5 separate regions of the Mus musculus genome follow, and all the other regions are linked to region 4. A link is a contact called in public Hi-C, HiChIP or PLAC-seq and Micro-C data. All regions are on one chromosome and are shown on one strand. Each heading gives the region's core, a stretch centred on a gene start, on an enhancer-like site or on the middle of the called end of the contact. The rest is flanking DNA. Distances are from core to core; before and after follow the strand shown.

Region 1 (2,915 bases), core at 81-2,580, 150 kb before region 4:
TTTGACTACCTCTCTGGCGTTTTTGTATGCCCCGCCTATGGCAGACACCATGGCAAAGGCACACGGAGAGAGCAATTGTGATTGGCCTGGTTGAGGGAGCATGGAATGCTCCCCTGAAGAGTTTGCCTCCAAGATAGACACTCGCCCTTGCCAGCCAGCTTCGCAGTGCCACTGTAGCTAGCATAGCCGGGAAACGGTTTTATTAATGAATTACAGTGACTGGTGGAGGTTTCCACAGTGGGTCCTGCCTAGGATTAGAATAGGGTCCATGTTGATGAGATGTTCCCGAATGAATGGTGGGGGAATGTGGCTCATTGGGACGAGCTGACCGCAGCTTAGATCTAGCTTCTGTAGGGTGTGCCTGCCAGCTAGTTCTCATCAATAGACCCTGACAGTGTGGGGCGTGGATGAGCAAAATAGATAGAATAATATCTGGCTTTCTGTTAACCATGAAAGTGTGGCTCAAGCACTCCCTTAGAGAACCTTTTCTTTCACAGTAGCGGTAAGAAGAACAAATAGCAAAAAATCAAAATAAATAAATAGATAGCTACAAATGCATTAAAACAAGAACCCTCTCTCCCTCTATTTCTCTTTGGGTTCTTTCCCTAGCCTTAGTCCCCAAAGGAAGTGCACCAATAACAGTTTTTTTTCTAGAAAATTCTGTGCACATATAAACATCAGTTTGTGCCTATAAGCCTAATTTCTGTTCAAGAGAATATACGTTCTATAGTGTCTGCTTTTTCGTTTAGTCATTTTTTTTAACATTACTATAGTACTTATTGCTTGGTAATGCTTATCACACACATGGAAGCATTTCCTAAGAGCCACACCCATCACACTGCCAGCAGGGGTAAGGCTCCAGCTTTTGCTAGCCCCTGTCTGTGCTAACCGGCAGTGAGCAGTGAATCTCTTTAGTGTGCAGGTGCAGAGATGGAGGACTGCTTGCCGAAATGCTTGAGAGAGCTTTCATGTTGCTCCTCCTATGATCCTACCCCGACTGCACCGTGACAGGCAGGCTTGTCAGGGATGCTTCGCATGGAAGTTGGACTCCGCCTCCACGAACAGTCTGTTTCCCTTCTCCTTTCTCCTTCTCACACTTGTTTCTGCCCTCTGTAGATTTCCAGTGAGGACAGCAGGGCAGTGTTTAGTGTGACTTGTTTGGCTGAATACTTTTGCTAGGTCTCGAAGGGGAGGGCATCAACGTTTAAACATTATTCAATTTTAAATTATTTTAAAGTTATCTTGAAAAACAATGAGTCTCATTATGGCATTTTCATGCACATCATTATGCTTAGTCATAGTCACACCCATTATGCCCCTCATTACTTCTCTCTTCTGCTGGTCACCTTCCTGCCCCCAGTTGTCTCACTGTCTTATAAAGAATAATTGAATTCTATACTGGCAAGGAATCTCTCTCTCTCTCTCTCTCTCTCTCTCTCTCTCCCTCTCCCTCTCCCTCTTTCTTTCTCTGTCTCTTACACACACACACACACACACACACACACACACACACCCACCCACACACACACAGAAGCTAAACCTGACCCTTTTCCCCCGTGTTTTGCTTTCAGTCCTTCAGCTGTATTTGATTTCCCCTTGCAGAACTTCTTGAGGAACCAGAACAACAAAACAAACTACAACCTTGTCTGTGAAACGCTTCAGTTCCTGGACTGTATCTGCGGAAGTACCACAGGGGGTCTAGGCCTGCTGGGGCTCTACATCAATGAGAGGAATGTAGCTCTGGTCAACCAGACTCTGGAGAGCTTGACCGAGTACTGCCAAGGCCCGTGCCACGAGAACCAGGTAACCAGAGAGTAGCGCTGCCTGAGCCATGACTCAGAAGCAGCATGCCGGGTGAGGCACAGAGCCCACCTCACATGCTGGTGAAGCCTCGTTGCTTGTTCTGCTTGGTGTGGCTGCTTTTCTCAAAGAACATACAAAGGCCGAGGTGTAGACTAGCACATAGTAGGCTACATTTTAAATTGCATTATAAAAGAAAGTTCCCGTGAAAATATTTAAGATAAAAAGAGTTACTGAAAGAAGGGTAAGATTGTATTTCTTCCCAATGTTGAGTTTTTCTCTGTATCTCCAGCTGTGTGGAGTTAACTCGCTGTGGCTTTGGCTCCAATGCAGTGTGTACATGTTGTGGGGTATAATATCCATGTTACACATATGCTTGGTTAGCTTATGAAGTGGGTCTCATGGCTGTCATCTTGCTGATAAACAGCTTCAGACTCAGAGATCAGCTCAGAGATGGCAGCACTCTGAGACACTGCAAAAACAGAAAAGCTACAGACTTTCAGAACCCAAACAATGAGCCATTTTGATTTCGGTGCACATGCACATGTGAGAGACCCGACGTTCATCCTGGTCCCCAGAGTGTTTTGCTTTGCTCTAAGGACACACTGTGGGAGATGACAGGACAGGAGATGTAGGGAAGAAAGGCATCTTGTAATGTTTCTTACCAGTGTTTAGTATTCAGAAAACACCTGGAGCGGGCAAGGTTCAGGGGCAGAGGCTCCATGTCATACATTTCTGGACATAAAATTTAAAGGTGTGATTGATACCAAACATCAATGGTTGCTCTAGGAAGAAGATGTGAAAAAGTCAGCTTTTCTATTGCAGATCATATGACTGTCCACACACACACATGCAGTGCCTGTGTACACACATATACACGATATACACACACCTGTGTGTTCATTTGATGCAAACACATTGACCGTTATCATAACGGTATTGTTTTCTTCTCTGTGTTTATGACAGTGAGTTTGTACATGTTTTCCCTTTATTTTCAAGATCACATTTTAGTTTCCTACAATGATAAAGGTATCCCTGACAGTTGATTTAAAGCCGAGGTAAAGTGCACAAATTCAGAGGTCGGGTTGGCTGGTAAAATTCTACTCTAAAATAAA
Region 2 (3,037 bases), core at 335-2,834, 250 kb after region 4:
TAGGTCATCATGTGTATGTGCATGCATGTGCACACTGCAAGTGTGTGTGTGTGTGAGATCCCACATGGCTGTTGTGAAGTGTGTTGCAGTAGGCATGGGTGTGGTTATCCCTTCGACACAGTGACGTTCACCTTTGGTGTAGACCCCAGAGAGGCATGCTGGCTCCATGTGGGATTCCCATGCTGTTATCCAGGATGTCTGTGTGGCTTTCATGCTCACCAGTGTGTGCCAGGAGCCCCTTTCTCCACACTCACTATTGTCACTTCTGTCTTGTTTGTCTAATTTGTTGGGGTTGTTTTTGTTTGTTTGGTTTTTTTTGTTTTTTTTTGTTTTTCCCATGAACCTGGAGACTGCTCACATGATTTGCAAATTGTCAGAGTCCTTGGCCCACTTTAAAAATGGCAATGCTGTCTTCTTGCCACTGAGTTATCTCACCACCATATTAAAGGGAAATAATGCCTCCAGTTTCTGGGACCACCAAAGACAGCTCTGGGAATTTCTGCATGTCCCCTGGTTTATGGAACTGCTCTATTTGAGAGCCACTAACTCGGGTAGAAAGATGCTCTCTCTTAAGTGTTGTCTCGGAGTCTGGAGTCAGAAGTGGTTTCTTATTGTGCTGTCTTATGGAACTTTAAATCTACTTTTAATAAAATTCTTACTTGGGTATTTTGTTGGATCACATGAGTACAGTATTCCAAGCTGTCTTTGGGAACACTCGAGCCCTGGGTGATGCTGCCCTCTGCCCTAGCTTTGTAAGTAACCCCCTGTGGTGGTTAATATTGCCATCTTTACAGGATCTGGGAGATAGACTTCTGGGTGTGTCTGTAAGGGAGTTTCTGGGTAGCGTTAAGGGGTAGACTCACCTCAACCATGGTTAGCACCATGCTGTGCTCTGGGTCCTAGACCAGATAAAAAGAAGGAAGTGTGCTGAGCATCAGCGTTCATCTGGCTCAGATTCCTGACTGCAGATACAGTGCGAACAGTAGCTCATACGCTCCGTGCCCACCCCACCCCACCGTGACAGACTCTCGACCCGCCTTGCCTTCCATAAGTTGCTCTTGCCAGACATTTTGTCATAGCAACCAGGGAAGTAACAGACAGCCCTGCCTTTGTAAACATTCTCATGTGACACTCTGACGCTCCAGTGTTCCCAGCCAGTCGGTGTCTGTCACCCTAACCCTGGCAGTGTCCCTCAAAGCCTCTACTACAAAGTGTTCACACTTGATTATAGTGACCTCTGCAGCATGGGTCAAATTCATAGTAGGTTAAAAAAAAAAAAAAGAAAAGAAAGAAACCACCAATTACTACAAGACCTTACAGAAACACTAATTTTACATTTGAAGATTCTACAAAATGTGACGTCCCGTTGCCTCAGAGACACTCAGTGACATATTAGCCTATAAAACACGCTCACTGCTGTTTCTTCACTGGTAAAGGACCCATTTAGGTCCTTGGCATAAGAAGAACATCCTCTTTCAGAATCAATGATTCTTGCAAGCAGTTCCCTTCCTGGGTATGGAGGCCCGCCTTTGCTCCGATCGGTTCACCTAGCTTCGCAGCACCGGCCAGTAGACTGGCGGTGGCTGCTGCCCCCTAGTGTATAGTTATTAGCTACTGCAGGCACTGAGTTCTTGAATCACCCAGGGAACCTTATGAATGGAAAATAAATGAAGTAATAAAAATAATGGAGACATTTACAATGTCTTAGTCTTTCAGAATGAGTACTTAGAACACTTTTCCAACAATTTCTGAGAGGAATGGCTGTTAAATCTGTCTGTCGCTCTGCCTGCCTGCCTGCCTGCCTGTCTCTCCTCTCTGTTTCTTTCTGTTCTCCTCCCTCTCCCTCTCCCTCTCTCCCTCCTCTCCCCTCTCCCTCTCCCTCTCCCTCTCCCTCTCTCTCTCCCTCTCTCCCTCCTAGCTTTTTTTCCAGTTCTAGTCAGCCATGTAGTTTACAGGACTCAGTGCTGACAGAAAAGGAAATTGTGACAGTGACAGTATGAATTGCCCTGACTTCTCTCTGCTCGCCACGTTTTAATATTGGCAGTTTCAAATGCGAATCTAGGAAAAAAAATTAAATATTAAATCAATTTACCCATCTTATATAGTGCCAATCAATGTGAAAAGAACAGCAAATGAACTCTCATGACAAGCAGAGAGAAGTGGGCCAGAGGGGGCTCCACCCCCGTCACCTTTGGCCTCGCTCGATAGCTTCAGCATACATGGCTGGCAAAGAGATGGGAGTAATGGAGGGCATGTCAGGACCTCTCAGCCTCCTGTTTCCCGGGCCAGGGTGTTGTGTCACTGTGAGTCCAGGTTCTATGGGAGCCGATGGCTTTCCCACAGTGACCTCACCCCTGAAGCCTGCTGTTCTGTGGTACTGGGACATCGAGAATTCGGCATGTAGACAAGAAGTAAGGAATAGCAGATGTGTGCTGGTCACGAAGGTCACCTCTGCTCTTGCTCATGGCCCTGTGTCCCAAGAGACTTCCTTTACAAAGTACAGATGGGATGATGAAGAGTCCTGTGATGGTGGCAGGTGACTAGTGACGCCAGAGCAGGGCCTTCTGAGGGCCTTGCCTAGGGGTAGAGGTTGTGTGTCTGTGACCCGGATCCCAGGGAGCCGAGTCTGTTCCATGAAATACAATCAATAGTTGATGCCCTTCGCTTGGTGTCCATCCGTTCAAAACAGGAATACTGACTGTAGCTGGCTGGGACAGGGCGGTGGGGGTTTTGTCCCTGTCCAGCTAATGGTCAGAAGTTATTCACGTGCCAGGCAGGGGCAGGAATAGAGGAACTCACTCTGTGGCTGGAGCCATAAGACTATGTCCTGGACTCCACAACACCCTGAGTGTGTTCTAGCTCAAGTAGTGTCACCACGTTCGGGTGGAGGAAAAGTGACTAAATGCTTGCCATAGTTTTATTTATTTATTTATTTATTTATTTATTTATTTATTTATTTATTTAGTGGGGCTGGACACAATGTAGATCAGGCTTGCCTACTCTTGAGATCTGCCTGTCCGTGCTTGCTAAGTGCCTG
Region 3 (3,274 bases), core at 42-2,541, 200 kb after region 4:
GTTTTTTTATTTTTGTTACAAGATTTCTTGACTGAACCAGTGCTCAAGCATTACTGCTTCCAGAAACCTTCAGAATTAAGACACCCCCCTCCACCCCAACAGCCACTTGTTACTTTGTTTTGTTTGTTTTTGTTGACATGGGTCTCCTGTAGCTAAGACTGGCCCTGAACACCTGATCCCTTTGCCTGTATCTCCCAAGTACTGGGATAACAAGAGTGTACCCCCACAACATGTACTGTAAATTTACTTCAAGTTTTAGGAGCACCCTAAGAAAGACAGTTAAACCCTTCCAGCCTGAGATCCTTGCTCTGTGCTCTTGGTTGCATGGTAAAGCCTGGAAGTTTTAGTCTTACACTTGGAAGTTTTATTCTTACAAACCATTTAGATTTATAAGGTTGTAACTAAAACTATGCCTTTGAATACAAATTTTTGGTCAAATCCTAAAAGGTTTACACTTACTGAGAAGTCGATTTAACATTCATCACACCTTTCTGTGGCTGGTAACTTCCCTGACCATGTGGTGGAAACGGAACCTTCATACACTTCTGGCAAGAATGCAGTGGGGGCTGAAGCCCTTTCGCAAAGCTGTCTGTCCCTCAGTTACTATGTAACTAGCATCTGCCCCAGCCCACATCCTAGAGAACTGAAAGCAAGTGCACACAGCCTCATGCCTGGTGCTCAGAATGTCATTCATGAGCGCTCAAAAGAACATGCCCTGGCTAGCAAACACAGAAGTGGATGCTCACAGTCAGCTAATGGATGGATCACAGGGCTCCCAATGGAGGAGCTAGAGAAAGTACCCAAGGAGCTAAAGGGATCTGCAACCCTATAGGTGGAACAACATTATGAACTAACCAGTACCCCGGAGCTCTTGACTCTAGCTGCATATGTATCAAAAGATGGCCTAGTCGGCCATCACTGGAAAGAGAGGCCCATTGGACACGCAAACTTTATATGCCCCAGTACAGGGGAACGCCAGGGCCAAAAAGGGGGAGTGGGTGGGTAGGGGAGTGGGGGTGGGTGGGTATGGGGGACTTTTGATATAGCATTGGAAATGTAAATGAGCTAAATACCTAATAAAAAATGAAAAAAAAAAAAAAAAAGAACATGCCCTGGATTCTATCAACTGCTAAGTGGGCAAATAAAAGTGCCATAGTCATGCAATGCAATGTGGTTTAGCAGTAAAAAAAAAAAAACTAGTAAAATATTGTATGCTATTGCAAGGATTAACCCTGAAAACAGGAAATGAACTCAACTGTAGAGAGCAATGACTCACATGGTTCTGTGCACATGAGATATCCAAATGGGTAACTCCACAGAAACAGAGAGTAGGTGGGTCACTAAAAGTTACACCAGTATACATTAGCTGAAACGATAGATGAAAGTGTCTTGGTGTGGTGCTACAGAAGTGATTATCTGTGAATGACCCTCTTCCTCAGCCTTCCAAGTATGGGATCCCAGGTTCACAGCAGCACATCTGGCTCTAAGACGTAGTTTTAGTGAGTATTTAGACTATTAGTAGCATACCCATTCAAATTTGATAATATATTAATATATGATCACAGAGTAAAAATTTAGTCATGTAGAAATTAAAAGCTACTCCACCACAAACAGTAGCCCCATTCTGTGAGGTCATCTAGTCTTTCTACAAATATTTACTGGGCTCCGGTCTGTCTTCAAGAGTCAGGAGTCAATAAGGCTCGCTTCCGTCTGCTCCTGCTTTGTGTTGCTACAGAACAGGGGAAACACCTCTGTGCTTGAGACACTACACAGGAGGAGAGCTACATTTCAGAGGTCCTGGGTCTCAATGCCACAGGGCCAATGAGAGAGAATAAAGCCCATCTCTCACCTCACAAGAAGGATCACTGTGGCCTCGGTGGTGTAGCTCCCCTAGTTTAGCTGCTGGGAGCTCTTGGGTTTCTTTTGTTCTGTTGGTTTCAGTTGTTCCTGCCTCAGAGCCTGGAGGCCTAGGCTGATCTTCACGCAGTCTCAGCCTCCAGGTGACAATATTACCCTCATTCAACATTTGTCCAAATCAGAGAATTGTGCTGTAAAGTCCATTCAATATCATACCCTGCATTTCACAAGCCAGCACTCCAGGTGTTTCTAACTCTTGTAGCTGATGACGATCAGGTAAATTCCACACCAAGCCAAGGAAGTGTCTCTTCTGCTTCCTCCCTGCCTGTAATCCCCCACCTCCACTTTCACTGATACATTGTTGGTAGAGAGTCTCTTGCAAGTATTTACACTATGAAAATTGGCAGAAACTTCAGGGGTTGGTTTTCTTGGTTATTAGGCCAGAGAAATCATGTGTCATGTTGATTGTACTTAGCACTGTGTCGCATCGGAACTTTGCATTGTGAGTAACACACAAGAAAGCAGAAAAACCATTTCCCATTGTGTGAGAGTTGTTACTAATTGCTCCTGTATTTAACAAATGACTAAGGTTATTTTAAAAAGTCTTTTCTCCGTAGTACTTTCACCTTAATCACTAAAATAAACAAAAGTCTCAACCAACTTTCATGTTGGAATTACATTTATGAATTAATTGCAACTGTAGGCTGGCAAAGGATACAGGGTCAGCAGAAATCAATAAAACCATTCACTGAGAATTAATCAGCTTCATGGAATTTATGTGAGCAATGCATATTTTATTATTGCACATCACTGTATGTGTTTTCTACACATCTTTCAGACTGCACATACAGACATGCTTTTCCCTGAGGTCCAGTTAAACATTCACTACCACACCACTACTTCCATCTAACCCTGACTACTACATGCATGGCATTGTAATGCACCATTAAAGTTATGGTGCTGCCATTTACTCACGAGAAGTAGATAGAACATTCACAACAAATTCAAGACCACTATTCTTAAGCTTTGATATGTTATACTATTTGGTTTCCAGTAAAATTCAAATAAGTCTGACAGATAAGAGTTGAAAGGAGACTAGACGGTGCAGGGGTCCAATGGGGGGGTGTGTGAGAGAGGGCAATGCAGAGACAAAAGGATTTTCCCTCATATGTGGGATTGGGTGGGGAGTGACACAAAGCAACCCCTTTGTATGGAGGGAAGACCATTGAGGAGAGGAGAGAGGGAGTGAGCAGGCAGGGGGAGAGCAAGGTACCATAACATAGGTAGACGAAAATGTTATAGTGAAGCCCATTGCTTTCTGCATTAAATGAATCATAGACAGATATAGTTAGATAGATGATGATGATAGACAGATAAGGTATATAAAAAGATAGATGATAGATGATAGAGAAATGAT
Region 4 (3,047 bases), core at 124-2,623:
AAGTTCAAGAAAGCAGAGACTTTGCCCGACAAAGAAAATATATTAGGCACACTCCCTTCGGGCATAAGCTGCAGTGTTGCTGGACAATTTCAATGTTAACAAGTCAGCAATATACCCTGAACATGGTGTCTTTAAACAGAAACACACAGAAAATAAGCGGTTGAAAAAAAGATGTGACCAGAGCTCACGGGAACATCACCCTGTGCGTCAGGCCCCTTTTCACTGAGCTGTTTTCTAGATGACTTTGTCAAACACAATCATAGCAAAAGTGAAAACATCTGCAAATCTGAGAACGCACCGTGACCACCTCCCACCCCATTCTTATTCATCTTAGAAAACAACTTCACTCTTCCACCTCCTTAGCCCATAGCCTCAAAGGTGCCTCAGCCCACAACACACAAGCCAGTTCTCTTGAGGTTTCCTTTGAAATCTCCCTGCTCCCTACACCCTCACGGCCTTAAGCGTAGTCTAGCCACAACCACCTCAACTCCAGCAGACACATCCTAACTGGTCACTCTGCTCCTATCCATGACGTCACCTGGCAGTCCCCACCCTCCCACTAATGAAGCAGAACACTTGCTCCCCTGGGAACCTCCTGTAGCTTCTCAGGTTATAGAGAGCAAATCCTCACTGTGGCCTTCAGCCACGCTGACTCAGTCATACCTCTGGACCTTATATTCTCGTTCAGACACTCATGTGCAAAGGGTTCCTGTGGCTGCCTCCGCCCTCTGCCTGCTCGGCCACATCACATCCTTTGAAGAGGAAGAGCCCTTGCTACTCCACACCAAATCTCACCTCTCTCTCTCTCTCCCTCTCCCTCCCCCCCACCCCCCCTCTCTCTCTCTCCCTCCCTCCCTCCCTTTACCCAGCGGTGGCTTCCTTCCTTCACGGCAGTTATCAGCCAGCACATTCCAGACCTCCTCATTATTCCCAACTGAACACTGGGCGTTTGAGGGCAAGGCCTCTTAAGTTCTCTGCAGCTCTCCTGAACCTGAAAGCGGTTACCAGACGTAGAGTAGTGATTCAAGAAAACTGACGGTGGGATTTGGTTTCTCTTGTGTGAATAAGAGAAATCACTTCTATTTCACACTGCAACTTAACTCTCTGAGAGCTCAAATGTCATCCAGACTGCCTTCCCTGCTGACTAGGGCTCTGGGCCATCTTCAGCACATCTATCTGCTCAGGGGAAGCAGGTCCCAGCATCATGCTGCCTCTTTAAGCCTCCAGGAAGGTTGAGAAGGTCTTCTGTCTCTGTCCCTCAGTTTTAGTTATAGGGATTGTAAATGGCTGTGTTGTCTTAGGGAGATATCACTCTAGAGCCTCTATTGACCTGAGCTCATTTCCCTTTGTCTCACAAAAACCAACTTCCTTTCTGATACTGACTGTGGGGGAGGGGCTAAGACACTGGGCTGCTTTCATCTCTGAGGGAATTGGCTACAGAAAGAGGGTTTTCTGCTCCGTGGCTGCCTTTCTTTGCAGTAATTAAAAACAACAAAACAAAACAAAACAAAACACACTGTGCAAAAGCAATTTAGGGAAGAAAGGGGGTTGTTTTATCTTAGCTGCTATCACAAGCTGTCTTACTGATCTGTTTGCAGACCCACACTTGGCTAGCTTTCTTCTGCTCTAGCCTAGACCACCTGCCCAGAGAATGCTGTGGCCCACTGGGCCTGCCTACAGCAATGAGTGACCAAGACCGTCCCGCAGACATGCCCACAGGCCAGTCTGATCCAGGCAGTTCCTCTTGAAGATGACTTTAGGCTGTGTCAGGTTGACAGTTAATGCTAACCAGGACACCTACATGGGACTATAGGTGAATGCACACACTGACAACTGTGCCTCTGTACCTAAGGATGTTCATACACACTTAGTATTCACACACAGGACTCAGCTCTGTGTCTCTTACTCCTGCGTCTCCTTGCACAAACATTTTGAGGAGACATTTGTTGGGGGTTCATGGTGTCGGGTTCATTTATCATCGTGGGGAATGCACAGAGGAGTTCATATCCTGGGATTATGTGGCTGAGGCTCGGCACATCATGGCTGGCCAGGAAGTAGAAAACAGGACTGGCAACAGGGCCCTTGAAAGGCCTCCTCCCGATGACCAGCTTCTTCCAGCTCCACTCTATCCTCTAAAGGCTCCAGAGCCTCCCAAAACAGCGCCACCTGCTGGGGGATTTCAAATATTCACCAAGTGAAACAGATTCAGAGGAAAGCAGGCTCCTCACCACGGGTTCTTAATTTTGAAAGAAGGGAACTGCCTTCCAGATCAGATGTTGCTCAACAAACTAAGCAGATACAGCAGTGGAGGAGCTAAGGAGCTGGCTGCTTTAGCAAGCTTGCTAGCCAGCCAGCCAGAATTATAGGAGTCAGGCTGAAGGCCATGGGCAAAGAGGAGCTAAGAAGCCACCCACAGAGGCATCACTCCTAAGGCCCAGACTCCTCTTTAAAAAAAAAAAAAAAAATTAAAGTCCCACTCCATTCTCAGGTGGGGTGGCCTCCAGGCCTGGAGTTGCTCAAGCCTCAGTTCACACACGTGTCACGGTGTCTCGGGCTCTATAGGTGTGCTGCAGGCTGGGCTATCTACAGCAGCCGCAGTCCAAGTGCAGAGACCAGGGACATTTCGAATGGATTTCTATGGGAAAAGAAAAAGAAAAGGATGCAGACATTTTGTAAGACACTAAGAAAGAATTTAAGAAATGGAAATGCAGAGATAAAGGGCCTGTTCTCTGCGCACAGGGTCTTTCTCCTCCCATCTTTATGTGCAGGAGGAAGTAATTTTAAATGTGTTGGATCATTCTAACAATTGTTAGATAGTCTTTCCTGCCTACTACCCTGCTGGGGATAATTCCAGGTCATTAATCTGTCCTTACCGTTCTGCTTTTCCTTAGGGTCACCCTGCACTTTAACACATATACATACCTTGGTTTATGGAATGATGGCTGGCATTTACCACTCAGAGCACTTCTGTTCTCATCATCAGGGTGAACAGTTTGCATAGAAACATCACCGATGCTTCTCTAAAAATAGAACAATACAAATGAAAC
Region 5 (2,976 bases), core at 177-2,676, 170 kb after region 4:
AGTGCTAGGATTAAAGGTGTGTATAACAACACCCCGGTAGCTTTGACTTTCTAAAGGATTTATTTTTAACATTTTATATATTTGTGTGTGTGTGTGTGTGTGTGTGTGTGTGTGTGTGTGTGTGTGTGTGTGTGTGTATGGGTATGTATGCATATATCTCTGTATAAATATGTGTATAGGTATGTGTGTAGGCCTGTATGTATGTAGTGTGTGTATGTAGGCTTACGTGTATGTAGTGTGTATGTGTATGTAAGAATGTGTGTATAAGTGTGTCTAAATGTGTGTGTAGGTCTATGTGTGTACATGTGTGTAGGAGGATGTGTGTGTAGGTGTGTGTGTCTATGTAGGTGTATGGTGTATAGAAGTGTATAGGCATGTATGTATGTAGGTGTGTATAGGTATATGTTAGTGTGTTATGTGTATAAGCAGTATGTATATTAGTATGTGCATGTGTATAGGTGTGTGTGTATAGGTGAGGTGGAGGTAGGTATGTGTGTTATGTGTGTATGTGTATAGGCATGTGTGTGACAGGCGTGTGTTAGTGTGTTTATATGTGTAAGGGTGTGTGTGTGTGTGTGTGTGTATAAGTGAGGAGGGATAGGTGTGTGTGTTAGTGTGTGTATGTGTGTAGGGGTGTATGTATATGTGTATGTGTGTAGGTAAGGAGGGATAGGTGTGTGTGTTAGTGTGTGTGTATGTGTGTGTGTGTGTGTGTGTGTGTGTGTGTGTGTAGGTTTTGCATACAAGTGCAGGTACCTGCAGATGCCAGAAGAGAATGTTGGACTCTCCTGGATAAGCTTCTGACACTGAAGCAGCTGTATGTGCAGACTGGGTTGTTTAGGATGTACAAACAAATTATGATTCCATGGGTGGATGAAAAGGACTTTGATATTATTTATAAACAACGTGACCAAATGAAATGGTCACAGGTCCCTGAAGGACAGCTACTAGGGGCAACAGAGAGGAGCAGCCGGCAGTGCACTGCACAGATCCACATAGGTACCTAGATGAAGGAACAGATACTGAAAGTGTTCACACGTTCCCTCCTTGATCAGAGAGCGTGGGCCAGAGGCCCACAGTGTGCTAGGCTGATACTGTTGTAAGCACTTGAGTCAAACCATTGGCTTTGGGGGCATAGGTTTAGGAGGGCTAACAGTAAGCAATAGATATAATATAGGAATTAATTGTAATTATGTCAAGGGAGGATAACTATCCAGAGAGGAAAGAAAACACTGCCTGGAACAGAGAGTCAGGAGGCTCAGAATGACAGGCCAGGCCACAGACTGTAAAGACTTAAGCAAAGATCCAAGAAGCCATGGAGTAAGCCAGAGGCTGTCACCTCTGGAGACAGCTCCAGGCAGAGGCGCTAAGGCCAGTCCCTGGGGACCAGGGACAGATGTGGTCAGGAATAGCAGGGCGGTGACTCATGTGGCTGAAAGGCAGCAGGGCGGGAAGCTGATGAGGCTGGAGGTCAGTGAGGTAGAAAGTCCCAGGAGTCCTGGGCAGATCTTCCTGACACTGAGTTGTTCTGTTAGGAAATCATCAGGGACTGCTGGACAAGAGGGAGATAGAATCTCACTTCCTACCCAGGCTGTTGGGTGAGGATCAGGCTGAAGGCAGCAAAGGTCTTTGTGAGGTTACTGCCAAAGCTCTAGGTTGAAGTGACTCCAGTAATGGGGACATGGGGACAGTGAGAGTGCTTGCTTGCTCTGTCTCTCTCTCTCTCTCTCTCTCTCTCTCTTATGGGTTTAGAGCTTTATTGTAGAAAGCAGGGGGAAAGAGAGAGAGAGAGGCTGGCCATGGCTACCTGGAGACAGGGGGAAGGGAGAGAGAGAATGAGGGCTAGAGATGAGAGTAAGAAAGGTGAAAACTTGAACATGAGAGTGCTTTCTTAGGGGACAGGGGACTATGTGTTATAACAGGAATAAAGTGATCCTGGAGCTACCAGACAAGCTCTCCCAATAAAGAAACACGTACAAATGTGTGTATGTATGTATGTATGTACATATGTGTGTATATGTGTGTATGCATGTGTATGTATATTGTGTATGTGTATATATGTTCATGTTTATGTGTTTATGTGTGTGCATATGTGTGCATGTGTCTATGTCTGTATATATGTGTGTGTGTATATATATGTGTGTATATGTGTATACATGTGTTTATGTATATGTATGTGTATATGTATGTATATATATGTGTGTATGTGTATATGTGTGTATATACATGTGTGCATGTATATGTATGTATATGTGTGTGTGTGTGTGTGCGTGTGTGTGTTACAGATGGTAAATGGTGCTTCTTGCACTGTTTTTCAAATCAACTGACAGCCTTTGGTGAGTGGTCTGCTTTGACGGTTTGGTTTCTCTAGGCTGGAGGCGAAGCTCTTCTGTGACCTACCACAGTGGGTTTTGTGTGTTTGCTCTAGTTACTACTCAGCCTGTGGGAGGTGTGGGCTGACTTCACTAAGCTTATTTGAAAGTAAAAGACCATTGTGGGTGGGGACAAGGGCAGAGGAAGAATATAAAGTAGGTGCCCATTTTTTATTTTAAAAACCAAAGGACATTATTTTCCCAGTTTTCCTCTTTTTAAAAAAAGATTTGTTTTTATATTTCATTGGTGTATATGTGTTCCCGTAGGGGGGAGGGGGTATGAAACAGATGAACAGACAGACAGACACGAGCAAATGCCTAAGGAAGCCAGAAAAAGAAATCAAATACCCCGGAGAGTTACTGCTTGACACGGGTGCTGAGAAACGAACTCCCATTCTCTGCAAGAGCAGGGAGGGCTCCTAACCAGAGTCCTCTCTCCAGGATCCTACATTTCTCATGATCCAATATTGAGGATCACGAACTATCCAGGGTGCACCCTAAGGTGTTGGCTCTTTTTCTTTCAAAAGGGACTGTCCCTTTACTGTCCTCTGCAGCCTGAATCACACCCTGTAATAAGGACTCCCCCTACCCCCAGGCTAGGGTG

The links. HiChIP or PLAC-seq counts read pairs in DNA pulled down with a chosen protein or histone mark. A called contact is a pair of places that touch in the nucleus more often than the background predicts.
Region 1: a contact with region 4 is called in an H3K27ac HiChIP or PLAC-seq map of microglia, with 5 times the contacts expected there. The contact joins two enhancer-like sites. A contact is called at or near these places in 1 of 15 datasets of contacts at CTCF or cohesin (pro-B cells), 6 of 484 Hi-C or Micro-C datasets (CD4 T cells, CD8 T cells, Th1 cells and 2 more), 7 of 115 datasets of contacts at active chromatin or transcription factors (acute myeloid leukemia, bone marrow-derived macrophages, effector CD8 T cells and 3 more) and 2 of 9 other capture datasets (liver and pancreatic islet).
Region 2: a contact with region 4 is called in a Micro-C map of B cells, with 10 times the contacts expected there. The contact joins two enhancer-like sites. A contact is called at or near these places in 1 of 39 promoter capture datasets (the C10 cell line), 2 of 15 datasets of contacts at CTCF or cohesin (the NIH/3T3 cell line and large pre-B cells), 25 of 484 Hi-C or Micro-C datasets (B cells, the HL-1 cell line, the N1E-115 cell line and 13 more), 3 of 115 datasets of contacts at active chromatin or transcription factors (Th17 cells, fibro-adipogenic progenitors and large pre-B cells) and 1 of 9 other capture datasets (adipose tissue).
Region 3: a contact with region 4 is called in a Hi-C map of bone marrow-derived macrophages, with 27 read pairs. The contact joins two enhancer-like sites. A contact is called at or near these places in 7 of 39 promoter capture datasets (the HPC-7 cell line, HPC-7-derived erythroid cells, embryonic stem cells and 4 more), 1 of 15 datasets of contacts at CTCF or cohesin (large pre-B cells), 1 of 484 Hi-C or Micro-C datasets (bone marrow-derived macrophages) and 3 of 115 datasets of contacts at active chromatin or transcription factors (large pre-B cells, memory CD8 T cells and pancreatic cancer cells).
Region 5: a contact with region 4 is called in a RAD21 HiChIP or PLAC-seq map of pro-B cells, with 2.3 times the contacts expected there. The contact joins two enhancer-like sites. A contact is called at or near these places in 1 of 15 datasets of contacts at CTCF or cohesin (pro-B cells), 1 of 484 Hi-C or Micro-C datasets (nephron progenitors) and 2 of 115 datasets of contacts at active chromatin or transcription factors (CD8 T cells and memory CD8 T cells).

What each region holds. Positions count from the first base shown.
Region 1 is chr6:146,228,581-146,231,495 of GRCm38.p6, reverse strand. It overlaps Itpr2 (inositol 1,4,5-triphosphate receptor 2), which reads left to right. Exons shown (of 57, transcript NM_019923.4): 42 at 1,603-1,803. It overlaps Gm35596 (a long non-coding RNA gene), which reads right to left. Exons shown (of 5, transcript XR_378174.4): 3 at 2,466-2,585. Among named protein-coding and RNA genes, the nearest start is that of Gm35596, 10 kb to the right of the region's middle. Within about 2 kb of position 1,330, at least 26 of the 459 cell types and tissues checked have an H3K27ac peak or open chromatin away from gene starts, as enhancers often do. A contact at or near this core is called in bone marrow-derived macrophages and microglia, where this site is marked.
Region 2 is chr6:145,828,843-145,831,879 of GRCm38.p6, reverse strand. No RefSeq gene overlaps it. Among named protein-coding and RNA genes, the nearest start is that of Gm38927, 12 kb to the left of the region's middle. Within about 2 kb of position 1,584, at least 29 of the 459 cell types and tissues checked have an H3K27ac peak or open chromatin away from gene starts, as enhancers often do. A contact at or near this core is called in B cells, bone marrow-derived macrophages, forebrain and 1 more, where this site is marked.
Region 3 is chr6:145,881,183-145,884,456 of GRCm38.p6, reverse strand. No RefSeq gene overlaps it. Among named protein-coding and RNA genes, the nearest start is that of Bhlhe41, 17 kb to the right of the region's middle. Within about 2 kb of position 1,291, at least 64 of the 459 cell types and tissues checked have an H3K27ac peak or open chromatin away from gene starts, as enhancers often do. A contact at or near this core is called in the HPC-7 cell line, bone marrow-derived macrophages and pancreatic cancer cells, where this site is marked.
Region 4 is chr6:146,078,592-146,081,638 of GRCm38.p6, reverse strand. Gm32838 (a long non-coding RNA gene) reads right to left here. Exons shown (of 4, transcript XR_001785421.1): 3 at 2,923-3,020; 4 at 1,372-2,166. Among named protein-coding and RNA genes, the nearest start is that of Gm35544, 6.6 kb to the right of the region's middle. Within about 2 kb of position 1,373, at least 114 of the 459 cell types and tissues checked have an H3K27ac peak or open chromatin away from gene starts, as enhancers often do. A contact at or near this core is called in B cells, the HPC-7 cell line, bone marrow-derived macrophages and 5 more, where this site is marked.
Region 5 is chr6:145,904,746-145,907,721 of GRCm38.p6, reverse strand. No RefSeq gene overlaps it. Among named protein-coding and RNA genes, the nearest start is that of Gm32675, 8.0 kb to the left of the region's middle. Within about 2 kb of position 1,426, at least 74 of the 459 cell types and tissues checked have an H3K27ac peak or open chromatin away from gene starts, as enhancers often do. A contact at or near this core is called in pro-B cells, where this site is marked.